2 separate regions of the Cricetulus griseus genome follow, and region 1 is linked to region 2. The links are chromatin contacts, called in public Hi-C maps. All regions are on one chromosome and are shown on one strand. Each heading gives the region's core, a stretch centred on a gene start, on an enhancer-like site or on the middle of the called end of the contact. The rest is flanking DNA. Distances are from core to core; before and after follow the strand shown. Region 1 holds the start of Mgll (monoglyceride lipase). Region 2 overlaps Mgll (monoglyceride lipase).

Evidence for each region. A called contact is a pair of places that touch in the nucleus more often than the background predicts.
Region 1: a Hi-C map of fibroblasts shows a contact between it and region 2, with 6 times the contacts expected there. The contact joins the promoter of Mgll here to the enhancer-like site in region 2. A contact is called at or near these places in 2 of 8 Hi-C or Micro-C datasets (fibroblasts and liver).

What each region holds. Positions count from the first base shown.
Region 1 is chr8:54,573,724-54,579,755 of CriGri-PICRH-1.0, forward strand. Mgll (monoglyceride lipase) reads right to left here and starts at 2,656. Exons shown (of 8, transcript XM_035448873.1): 1 at 2,647-2,656; 2 at 2,013-2,157. The coding sequence starts at 2,656.
Region 2 is chr8:54,473,621-54,480,453 of CriGri-PICRH-1.0, forward strand. It overlaps Mgll (monoglyceride lipase), which reads right to left. Exons shown (of 8, transcript XM_035448873.1): 7 at 6,039-6,254; 8 at 3,479-3,604. The coding sequence ends at 3,479. Among named protein-coding and RNA genes, the nearest start is that of Abtb1, 16 kb to the left of the region's middle. Within about 2 kb of position 3,016, at least 1 of the 6 cell types and tissues checked has open chromatin away from gene starts, as enhancers often do.

The DNA of each region.
Region 1 (6,032 bases), core at 1,406-3,905, 100 kb after region 2:
TCTAAGCCCCACTGCCGTTCTACTACCCTAGCTGCTATGACACTTTCTAAGGGGCCATTAAGACCTCTCCAAGGCCCATCAACAACAAGGATGTATATCGCTCTCCAAAGGAGCCTTCCAGGACAGTGTGGTCTCAATTCGTCTGAGCTGGTTGTGAAATGTTCCCAAGACTGGCTCCATCAGAGGCAGTCCCCAGTCCCAAAGATAGTTTACCAAATGAATTCTCTCTGGGAGGTGGTGGCAGGCCAGGCAGACAGCGGAATCCAGAGACAACTACCTGGGCTATTTGTGAAACCATAGAGCTGGCACCTGTCTATCTTCAGGACCTGTCTATCTTCTCTTACAACACAGAGCTAACAGTATGGGAAGTGGCCAAGCCACAAATGCTAATGGTTCTGTGGCTTTCTCTAGTTCATGCCTCCTGCACTTTAACTTGTTTTTTTTTTTTTTGTTTGTTTTTGTTTTTTTTTTTTTTCTGGACACACATTTCTTCCAAATCTTTGAGCCCAGTAACAGCCACTGTCCAGCCCCATTCCTATGCCCATCGCATCTATCACAAGACGGATGCTGACTTCCAAGAGCCGGTTCAGTTGAAGCCAAGATGTTGGGCTGCTGTCTCTAACTAGAGCAAAAGCAAGTGAGCCGGGAGCTGCCTGCATCACAACTTCAGTAGGGAGATTGTGAAAACCACCCACAGCCAAGGCGAGGGCAGCCAACTTGGCCATTCCTGGCCCAGCCCACCATCTCCCTTCCCCCTGCTGAAGACTGCAGGCCCTCTGTGTTCTACTGTGAACTGGGGCACTGTCACTACTCCACCAACAAAGCCTCCAAAGGCTCCAGCTGGACATCAACAACGGACTTTCATTCCGTTTCCCCTCTAGTAGTGATCAAGCTGCTCACTGTATAAGGACTTGTTAGAAAGTAAAAACAATGTCCGGTGCCCGTGTTGGGTAAGTCAGAGTGAGAATTAATGATTAACGAGGGGGACCGACGCTCCAACCTCCACACACCTGCACACCCCAGCACACTCTCCTCTACAGCACATCTTTAAGAACGGGCAGAGCATCTACCAGCCTGTGCACCACTGCCCACTGTGGTTAACACACTGAAGACAGCATAACTGGTGCAACTGCCCCGAAGCCATGATATTAACAGTCGCTACCTCTGTGTTGTTAGCAGGAAGCCCGCTGGATTGCACACACCTGGTTGAGAAAGTCACTCAACTAGGTAACCCCAGAGCCCCAGTGGGAGACAGAATACATACCCACCAGGACCCTGGGAGACAAGAGGCCCATAGAACAGGTAAGCCTCCTCTGAAACAGGGAACAGGAACAGTGACTTCACCAGGCCAAGGCTGCCACAAATATTCTCTGGCCTGAATAACACCAACAAACAGGGCTTCATCCAGGAGGAACAGAATGGCAAGAGAGCAGCTGTCTGGCTGTACCCAGCCCCAACCCATTTCTAACAGCAAGGCAAATCCTGGATTCAGGTGGGGAAGGGACAGGGTGACTGAGCTGGCAAGGAGCCAGAAGAAAAACACCAGACCCCTCTCATGCCAGCCAGCTGGGTATCATCTCTGAACCTCAGGATTAAGCAGGAATAGACAGCAGAGGTTAAAAGGTACATACGCACACACATAATTTTAGTTTTCTCATCAATTCAGCCCATTTTTTTTCTTTAATTGTTAGGTTTGCTTTTAAATGAATGCTTCCAATGGGAAATTAATTCTGGTACCAAAAAAAAAAAAAAAAAAGTCATGTGAATCTCTGAAAAGACAGTAGAATCCTATCCTAGTTGTAGTGAAAAGAGAACTCTTGATCCCTCATTCTTAAGAAAATCCTATGTTAAGTACACCTCTCAACTCTGCTACCACCACTGTGCCAGGGGTGTCAATGGCGTTGGAGGGAACTCACAGAAAGGGTGGACCCCATGATGACCAAGGAAGAGAAGCAGGTGCCACCAAGGAGGAGGCCCCTAGAATCCACTCAGTGGGTTCTGAGGGAACTTACTTGGGTGTGCCAGTGGGTTTCCAGTACCTACAAAAGAGGTACTGTCCGTCTGCGTTGACCAGGTGAGGCAGGTCCTGGTAGGGGACATTCTGGGGAGTTCGCCTGGGAGAACTTGCCTCAGGCATCCTGTTGAGGTCTTCTGGCCCTTGGAAGAAAGGTGGACATATTCTAAAGTCAGAAATTCACTCATGTCCACTGGGGAGGAAAGAAAGCCTTATTCAGGGTCAGGACAGTGGCTTTTTTTTTTCCTTAAGCAGTTAAAAAGAAAAAACACCTCAAATATATATATATATATATATATATATATATATATATATATATATATTTACATACATCTCTTGCAAACCTCTCCAAGTCTGAAAACTCACACTTGTCCTTAAGTCCTTTTTTTAAGTGCCTCATTACAGCCCCCTCCCATCTGTGTTTATTTCAAATCTCAGGAAACTTCATCTTAAAGACTGTTTTAGCTGTAATCAAGGGGAAATTACACTCAGTTCCGTGGGGTATAAAGCCCCAGCTGCAGGAACCCATCTCTCCTAAAATCTCCACTGAGTGGATTCTAGGGGCCATAATAAGTAAGTGACAAGCCCCCAGCGATTTCTCCCTTCTGAATGCCAAAGATGCCATGACAAACCTGTTTCCATTCCGTCCTGGCTTTTGCATTCCACTACCGCCACAGCCTCGAGTATCAGCGCCAGGCAAACGAGGGCTGTTCCCTCATCGCGGCCGCAGGGCAGCACCGCGGGGTCTGCGCCCTCCCCGCCTGGGCTGCAGGGGTGCGAGCTGCTCCCTCCTGCCGCTCCAGCTCTAGCTCATGTCACCACTTTTCCAGAACACACCCCTGAAGGGGTTCCGGGAGCGAGGGATAACCGGTCCCCAGCCCGGAGCTGCTGCGAGACGCGCTCCGCGGCACCGCGCATTCGCGCAGATGCGGGTCCCCGAGCAAAGTCACCCCGATTCTCCGACAAACTTTGCCTCCTGCCCGCCCGCGACTGCTTGGGGAAAGAAGCCCCACGGCTGTCATCGGCATGCCACACACAGCGAGGACTTGGCCGGTGTCCCCACACCGGGCTGGAAAGATGCAGTTGACGGCACAAGTCGGTTTGGGGGTTGGTGCGAGGGCGCGAGGGGCGCGCTCACGCTGACACGCGCGCACACTCGTGCGCACGCACACGCGCGCAGGGGACCCCTGGCGGTGGCTCCTATCCTGAGGCAGGGGCGGGAGGCAGTTACCCGGGCCACGAGCGCCGCTGTCACGTCCCCCGAGCACCACGCGGGTCCCGGTCTGCGGAGGGCTAGAGCCAGACTACTGCGCGTGGCCAGCTGCGGCGATAGGGCGCGGCGTCTGCGCCGCCACTTTATCCCCAGCCGCTCGGCGGCGGGGGCGGCCCGCTGGGTGGGGACGCGCGGGGAGGCGGCGCCGGGGGCCCACGTGTGCCCGGCCCCCGGGGAGGAGCGGGGCACCGCCCGCCGACCTGCCACGCGCTCTTCCCGGCCCTACCCGGCAGCCGCATGGGGACTGTCATGGGGCTCTGAACCGAACTAAGGGGCTCCTCCAGCCCAGGCGCACAGGCTAGAGCACTGATCCACACACAGGTACATGCTCACAAGTACTGAATGCACATGTTTACAGATGCACTCGTGCGAGACCCACATTCACATAGCACAGGTGCGGGCACACCCAAACGGACACAAGGACACATCCTCAGGACCCTTCCCCCAGATGCTAGCTACACACAGGGGCACACATGAATGTCACAGTTACTACATGAATATAGACACACAACAGCATGGACTCACACTTCCTACACACTATGCACACAGATGAAAAACAATACACCACATCCACAGTGTAGACACAAAAACCACAGCTTCCATCTCAAAGGGAATAAGATTATTTATTTTGGAGCCATTCTGAGTGGCCATGGCCTGGGAACCCAGACCTCGGTTACCCAAATTCCGTGTTGCAATATGGAAGCAGTTTCAGGAAGTTTTTTATAGTTTTACAGAACAGAGAAAGTCATAAATCAAGGCAAGTTTAAAACACATTAGAGGGTACACCAGCCAGGTAGGTACAGTGAGATAGGGGAAGTTTTCCTACAGGTTCAAGATGCTATCTGACAGCATGCTTAGCTTTTGGATTGGTAGAAGCTAGTTGTCCTGTTCAGTCAATAGATTCTAAAAGGTTTTTTATCTTTTGTCACAAGATGTTAGTTCAGACAAAGAGGGTCAAGGAAGGAGTGGCTGTTCTGGAAGACCAGAATTTAGCCCAAGATAAGGTAATTCTCCTCCGGATCTGCAACATTTCAACCTTTCCACAAAACTGAAATACTGATCCACCAGTTTCTGCAGACACAGGTTCCTTTCAGTTTCCCTTCACAGCCAGATGTAGCTTCTTTCCGGGAGTTTTCATTCACAACAGAGGTGAACAACACACCACACACACCCAAATAGGTAAAGACATATGACATTCACAAGTGCTTAGAACCCTGTAGAAGAAACAGACACATCACACACACACACACACACACACACACACACACACACACACACACACACACACGCACACGCACTACATGAAACCACCTTCCCCTAGATACCCCAGGAGCCTGGTCCCACTGGCACAGCTGGCTGTGTGACTGTGGAGTGTCTGGAATCCATCCCTAAATTTACAGCCTGTTCACTGTGTCTTATGCCTGACACCTGACTACTGCACTTTCTTCTTGACCAACCACTTTGCAAAATAGCAGTATTGAATAGTGCCACTATCTAGGCATAATTGGTGATATCCACAGAAGTGAGGTTGCAGCAGAGCCTGCAATCTAACTTGAAAAATAAAAGGAGGCCCTCTGAGAGACAGTCTGGTTGCAGGCCATGCTGAGGGTTAGGGTGAGCTCACCCTCTGCCTTAGGCAGATCTCCAGGGCTTGGACATGAAAGACTGGCTAAATGACTTCTTGAGGCTGTTTTTGTATTTTCTAGTAGGCCAGGGTTAGGCAGCAGGCTCAGGGGAGGGGCTGGGAGCCTGGTCTCAAAGCTGGGCTGGGCCTATTAGTTACATACCACTGTTAACTTCAACTGTGGTTTACTGAAAGGAAGGGTGGCCAGATCCTGCAGCCACTGTTTCGAATGTTCCCAACACCAGTGTTTTGTGGTTCTCAATGGTTTGAAAGTTTTGAGAAGAGAGGTCACTGGAGCTATCAACAGGATCTCTCCTAAATGTAGAGTTGCTCCCAACCGATCACAGACTGAGAGTTAAGAGATTAGGGGCTGGGTGCAGTGTGGTGCACCTGTAGTCTGGTTATTCGGGGAGTGGGATTGGCCATCCCTAGAGGATATGAGTTCCAGGCCATCCGGAGCAATAGAGGTATTATGGAGTTCAAATCCACCAGGGAAAGACCATAGATTTGAACCAAATTATAATTAAATCAACTTACAGTTACTGCCAGCAGGCTGACAGCCTTAAAACCAAATTGAAGGCGTGTCACACAAAGAGGCCAGAGGAAGGGCTTTTAAAGGTAGGCACCACAATGACTGTAAGCTGAGTGAGAAACTGCTTTTACTCCCCTCAGCTGTGAGGAGCTCTCTCTCTCCCCCTGTACACATCAATAAAGGAGCTGTCTCACTCCCTGGTGCACTCCCTGGTGTTTACAAAAACCAGAGCAAGCAGTTAATTTTCTCACAGCACTTTTACAATTTTGGGGAGGGGGGCAAGGAGTCAGAGTTTCTGGGAACTTATCTTTTAGGAATTTAGAATGGGTGCACAGGACAAAATGGCATCTTCCATAGCCATCACAGTAGGACCCAGGGAGAGGAAGGGAGAAACGAAGCCAGTTGCCGTGCCTCTAATGGTAACTTCTTACAAAACTACAGGGCAATGTCACAGTGATATTGGATTTTTTTTTATAGTGTCTCACTCTGTAGCTCTGGATGGCTTGGAACTCATAGATACCCACCTACCTCTGCCTCCCAAACACTGGAATCAAAGATGTGTCCCATCATGCCCACACAACATTGGATT
Region 2 (6,833 bases), core at 1,766-4,265:
TACTCATATGTCCTCTTTGAAGTAGGAACTGTCTTATTTTTTTTGACACTCCTTTCTTCTTTGTTCACCTTCATGCATTCATTCTCACCCCCTGTGCTCATTTAGTTACTTCTTTCCCTCTGCCCCTCCTCCTGTTCATTCCCTCCCTCCCTCTACAGCCCCCATGACAAAGCATTTCTGGGGGACCCTCTGGACAATAGTTGGAACAGGTACTTCTCACCTCACAACCCAAGTAAAAGACAGGGCTGCCCAGAGGACAAATAGTGTATCGTATCCATTAGGGACAGGGCATGGTGAGGCTATTCGTGCCACAGGTAAGAAACCACTCTTAGTAGGGTCCTCGGCCTTTAGTGAGCTGGGGTCCCACGAGGCCATTGCATAGGGGAGGCTCACTTCTGACTTGTCGGGCACTCCTGCTGTTTCCCAGCAGTTATAGTGATAGGTTTGGTGCCAATACTCTGAAAGCAGAGCTGTTAGGTCAGGAGACGATGGGGAGCAAGGGGAGGTGCCCAGGACACCAGCAATAGATGTCCTGGATTACTCTTGGTCAGGGAGTAGACGTGGGTGAAGATGGGGCTTGGCCATCCTGGGCACCCAACAGGACAGCAACAGAGCAGCAAGCTGTTAAGGCTGCCTGAGCACTGGAGGGTGGGGTTGGATGGGGGTGCTGAGGGATGAATCTATGATTCAGCATGGCCTCCCCAAGAATGGATGGGAGAAGACACAATCCATGTGTCCGGTTGGCATTTGGCCCTGGAAGGGCTGCTGAGTTCACGTCAGGTGACTGGCATTGATGTGTCACTGCTTCCAGCACAGGCCTGTGGTTCTCTTAGCAAAAGGGTAGACACACAGAACAAGAGGCCAGACAGACACAGGACTCTCCAAAAGCATGTGATTTATTACGGTGAGCTGTAGTGCACATTGGTTTCTTTAGTTCTAAGCCGGTACAGGATCCCCACTAAGAGTACACATGGGGAGCGCGGTGACAGTAACAAACCAGTGAGCCACTGTGATCCCTAGAAAGTTACATTAGCAATCAGAAGAGAAAGGGAAGTGTGAGGTGGCCTGGGGTGGGGTCTGAGCAGAGCCCTGTGGTATTAGAGCACCCCAACTACTCTCACGATGGTCCCAGGACATCCAGAAGCTGAGGGGCCATGGTGGTGGGAGGCTGTTCCCCTACAGGATACCGAGGAACTGGGACTTAGTGGCTGAGACGCCCACTACCTGCAGGTGGTGCCCTTTCCTAAGAAGCTTTTCAGGCACTAAGTCCGTCCTGTTGGAGAAGGCGCTGTGTTCTTACAGGTGCTTGGGTCTGGGTCCCCTCTCCGTCACCTGGGCAGGGCTCTCGTGGCCCCTTGCTGGCTCCCACCTTCTTCATATCCCTCCCACACCCCAATCCCTCTGCATCCTGGTGATGGGGTGACTATGAAGCCCAGCTTGTCAGGCTTCCTCCAGTACCAAGGGCAGAGTCTGCACAAGGCTGGCCGGCTGGCCGGCCCAGCCCTCTACAGACAGGTTTTGTCATGCAGGACATGATGCATTCATGTCCCTGTCCCCTCTTCAGGTTTCACAAGAGAGTCCTAATTTCAGACCATGTCCCCCTTTTTAGTGTTAGCGATTCCTTAACCAGAAGTACATGCATCTCTGTAGATGAAGTCATGCACGAATGCTACCAGCCCAGGTACCAGCATGTGGTTTGCAAAGTGACATTGTCAGCATGTGCTTCTGGGAGCAGCTTGGGTGGCTCCTGAGAAGAGTCACAGATCTGGGCCCTGGAGCACAGCAGTCTGGAGTTGGGGGTCCTTTTTTTTTTTTTTTTTTTTCTTAATGGAGAACAGAAACACCCCTTGCCTGTCTGCTGCTGTCCAGGGTTCCCTGAACAGCTGGGGGTGCTGACTGCCCCTCTTCTTAGCACACTTTGTCTTTTTTTCTAAAGAGATGCAGAGCTAAGAGAGGCCTCTGGACAGCTCTGGACACTGCCTTCCCTGTATGCAGTGCTTGGCCCTGCTGAGGGGCACAGTGTCCTTATGGCCTGTAGTAGGTGGCCAGCTTCTGACTGCCATGCATGGTCAGGGCCACCAGAGAGGGCAGAGGGTCCTCCCCAGGTCTTAGAATAAACTCCAGAAATGACAGAGCCTAGGGTTGACAGGTGCCTCTTTCAAGACCATAGGGCCCTGAATTGCAGCTTTCTGGAGGATCAAGGGTCCACTCACCCCTCCCTGCAGCCAAGCAGTTCTCCCTGGCAGCAGCGCCCCCTTCCCAGGGTCCTATGTGCACTAACAAGAATCCTGAGGTAACAGCAAGCCCCTCTGTAAAGATGAAAGTGCTCCAAGGGGGCAGTGAGCCCCAGTTATTGCTGGCACTAAGTGAGGCCTGGGGCAGGCCTCTGGACGGGCACCTGAGAGGACACGGGGCTTGGACTTCACTGCTCCAGGGCGGCCTCTATGAGGCCTGGCTGAGCCATCCTGCTGCAGCCTGCGATGGGGTGCAGACAGCTGTGGTCCTTGTCTGTGGGTGGCCACTGAGTGCTCTTGCTGCCCTGGGCAGGCAGGCAGCACCATGGCTTCATAAGAGTCTCCCCTGCCACCGGAGGTAGCTATGCTACTGGCAAGCGACTCCTAGTTGACTCTGGACAGAGGGACAGCCCAGGCCACAGTCCTCTATCCTCTGTTTTTTCCTCATTTAGGGGACTGGGACCTTCAGCAGACTGGCCCTGTGTGGGTACCAGTTCTTCCAAAGATGTCCAGGCTCCACCCCCCCACCCCCACCCATATAGTCTTTAGAATATACCATATATATTAAACATTTATCTTCAAAGCCACCCTCCTCAGCATGGAGTACTTAGTAACCTGAGAAAAAGAGCCTTTCTCAATGCATACGACATGCTCTGGGTAACCAAACTCCCGGCAGGGGGAAGGGCTGTGTGGGGAGAAGAGCTTCAGGGCCACCCTCCCTCCCCAACGCCTGGCTTCCATCTGAGAAGTCACTGACCAGGTCATAGGGTGGCTGCCCATTTTGAGGAAGTGCCTCGGAGGGGCACGTGAGCCTACTAAGGAGCTAGCTCTGGGGACACAGGCCACCTCATCACATGCCAGAGAACAGCCAGTCAGAGAAGGCTTGGGACAGGAGGAGAGAGACCTCTGATTATTGCAGGCTGGGACATGGGACTACGAGAGAGTCCCTGAACCCCACGGGAGCTGGGAGAGGAGGGCAGAGGCTGAATTTTTTAATCAAAGGATATTCCAACACAGTCTGTGTGTGGAAAATATACTCCCTCTTTTATAAAGTGCCTACCCCCAAGGGTGGTAGAGACAGTGGCCAATAGCCTTATATATGACAAATTATCATTTTTTTTCCTTCAGAGTAAATTGCACTAGGGTTCCCTCCAATTTGTGATTTTTTTTTTCAAGCCAGCCGGCACTGCCCTTCCTCTACCTGCTTCCCCCAAGACCACGAGCTGATTGCCTGGCCAGTACATTCAGGGTGGGCACCCAGCGCCTGTTGCTGCTGTCCTGTGAGAAAGCCACATATTTATTTCATGGAGGACGGACTTGGTCACTTCTGGAAGTTCCTTGTGGAGAACGTGGTAGGCACCTTCATACATCTGTAATCAGAAGGGCCAGGGAATTAGACCTGGTGTATGGGTCGGGCAGGGCACACAACGTCATACTTATGATGCACTCACTCGGCAATCATTCCCAGTGTTCCCCCTAGTTCATTTCAGATGGGACACTGCCATGTTGCTTAAGCTAGCCTTACATGGCTAGCCATTGTCCCACCTCAGGCTCCTGGTAGCTGAGAAGGCAGGTATGGATCCCTTCCGTCCTGCTCTAGCTAGCACCTTCTAATCACAAATGACAATTTTGCAACAATCTGGACATTCCATGCTGTTCCCAGGGCTCTCCAGCTGCTGGTACAGCTTAGATCCCCAGAACCTTCCTGCCAGGAAGCTCTGTCCATCTTCATGCCCCGTCTTCTGTCCTTTCCCCCAGGTCTCCGCCTCCAACCCCCAGTGCACAGCAGTGGCCCTTGGCAAGGTCTCCTGGGATCTCATTTGTCCTACCCGGTCACTTGTAGCTTGGATGACTCTGGACTTACCAGCAGTGTTCAGAGGCAGATTAGTGGCCCCTGTCCGCTCCCTCCCTTGCTGGTGGCTCCTACAGTCCTAGCAACCTAGTAGCCACTCATGGCTTAGAAACCCGTACTACATGGCTGACTAAAATGTCCCTCTAGTTAGCTAGCCTTCTTCTAGTTAGCCATTTGCCTTAAGATTTCTCTCTGCTGTCTGCTGGGGTCACCCGTCTCAGAGGGGGCACTGCAGTCTCCTTGCTTTTACAGGCCTAAACCCCAGGAGCATCCTTCAATACTGTGTGGAGCAATCATCTCATCCATTGCCCCTGGTCCTTTACTTCTCTGTGCTAAGAGCACTCAACATGCCTCTTCTCTTTGGAACTATTCAATGAGCTACGGAACACCAGGACGTAGCCACCTAACTGCATTTGCCCCTAACCTACCTATCCTCCTGTCTCTCCCTCCTCACTCTCCCATCCTTGGGAATCATAATTTGAATGTTTATAGTGTAGGTTTAGGGATTTAGTTCACATATGTCCATAAGAGCATGCATGCCACTCTTGGCTTTCTGAGCCTGGCTCATTTTGTTTTTTCAATACATTTACCATCCTCCAGAAGCCTCCATGTGGTACAGACATTCGCTCTTTAGGTGGGATTGTGCTCTAACAGGCACAGGCATCTCCCATCTGAGGGCGACATGCTTGTTTCTTACCTCAGCTGTGAACAGTGTTTCTCATGAGCTCCTCCCCCTGTGCCAGCCTTGTTCTCATGATGCTCCCTGTGCCAAAATCAAGTCCCCTCCCCCAACTTCCCTTGCTTGTTCTGGAATGTTCTGTCGTGGCTATTCTCCCTGTAAATTCTTGGCTTGCCTGCTTCATAGGAGGGGAGTGCCCCAGCATCCCTCTGTCCTGCAGACTGACCCTGTCTATAGACAATCTGAGCATCCATTTTCTCTTTGTTCACCTACTGTGGGGTGCAGGCTCCAAGAGAGGGTCAGTCTTTGTCAGATGTCTGCATGACCTTCACTAAGTCAGAACTCAATAAATAAGAGTTGCAGAAGTGATGGGAGACTGCTGAGTGAAAAGTTAATTCTCTGGGAGCTTGGAGCTGGGATGGAACCCTGGGGCCCTCCCTGAATGAGGCAAGAGCTCCATTACAGATAAGCCCTTGATAATTTGCAAAGATATGAGTCTCTTCCAGAATGGTGCAGGGTTTGGAGGGACTGAGGACTCAACTCCAAGGACCTCAGTTCAAATACTGACCTCTACCACTCTTGAAGAATAACCTGTCTTTGTAACACAGTGAGGATGTAACCCAGATTCTATGGCACCCCTACACCTGCACAGACCAGGAGCCCAATAATGTGGGCAAGGGAGTGTAGGTATGCTTCAGTTTCAGGGTTCCATATTGTTTGGTACCCAGTAGGGCCTCGCCTCCTCAGTCGGGTTGCCTCCTAGTTCAGTGGGACATAGGCAAGTATATCTGGACTCAAAAAGCATCTATCTTGAAAGTCACTGAGTGGTACTCTGTTCCCTGTGTCAAACATGTTACATCATCAAGTATTGACCTGTCCTCAGGGATCCCAACCACAAGGTGAACTCCTGCAGATGCCCTTGCAGACCAGACTCATCCAAGTGCCCTGGAACCTGCATTCCCTGACCCCATGGTCCCTGTGTCCTGAGGCCCCAAGATCTGTGGACCCTGAGTTGTAGCAGGTTCAGAGGGTACTGGGGCACTGCAGGGAGCCCTGCAGCTTGGGTAAAACATTGTCTCCTGTGCCCAGCTGCAGGCTTTTTTCTTGCACATACCATCAGATGAGTCTCTTCTCTGTGAGGTTCATTCTTGTGAAGCAATGGGCTGGGGACCCATGTGTTGTCACAAAGTTCATTTGCCTGGAACTCCTCACCATTACTTCCCAGCCAGGCTGACCCTCGGGACCCCTTGGGACACGGCCTCCTGTCTCTTACCTTGAGTGTCTTGTCCTGACTCCGGGATGATTCCATGAGCAGGTAGGCACCTTTGCTGTCACACAGCCGGTCAGCAGAACCCTGCAGCAGCAGGAATGGCAGTGTCAGCTTGGGCATCGCGCGCTCCACCCTCGAGACGGCGTTCAGCAGCTGTATGCCAAAGCACACCTTTACCCCTGCGCGGCAGATGAGTGGGTCGGAGTCGTATATGTCCACCTGAGAGGAGGAGATGCTGTCAGCTCGTGGGATCACAAGAGAGGGTGTTGTACTTCTGCCTGCCCAAGGGTTGTGGAGACTGGCAATGTGTTCCATTCCCAGGAACTTGGGTCTGAACTGTGCTCAGCACCTCTGTGCTCGGACCTTAGCTTGTTTCACACAGCTCTGACTCATCTTACATTGGGGAGAAGGTCCAGAACTCTCCAAGTCTGAGATGCTCAGGTACCTCATGTAGCTTGATGTATTATTTGAGTAGCGCCCCCCCTCACAACCCTTCCCAAAGCTTCAGTCATCTCTAGATGCTTATCTAGATATAGGCCAAGGTCAGTGCTATAGAAACGCTGGGCTGTTTGGATTCTCCCATGAGAAGACCCAGGATATGATGGAGGGCTGGCTGTCTACATAAAGGTCTGTAGAAATTTTCCAATACTAAGGTACTAAGGTGGATTTTTACAAATATAAGGCAGCAACATAGCCATGCATGGTGACACATGCTTGTAAAACCCCAGCCCTTGGGAGACCAAAGCAGGAGGAGTTTAATTCAAGGTCAGATTGACCTTGGCTCATATATATATATAA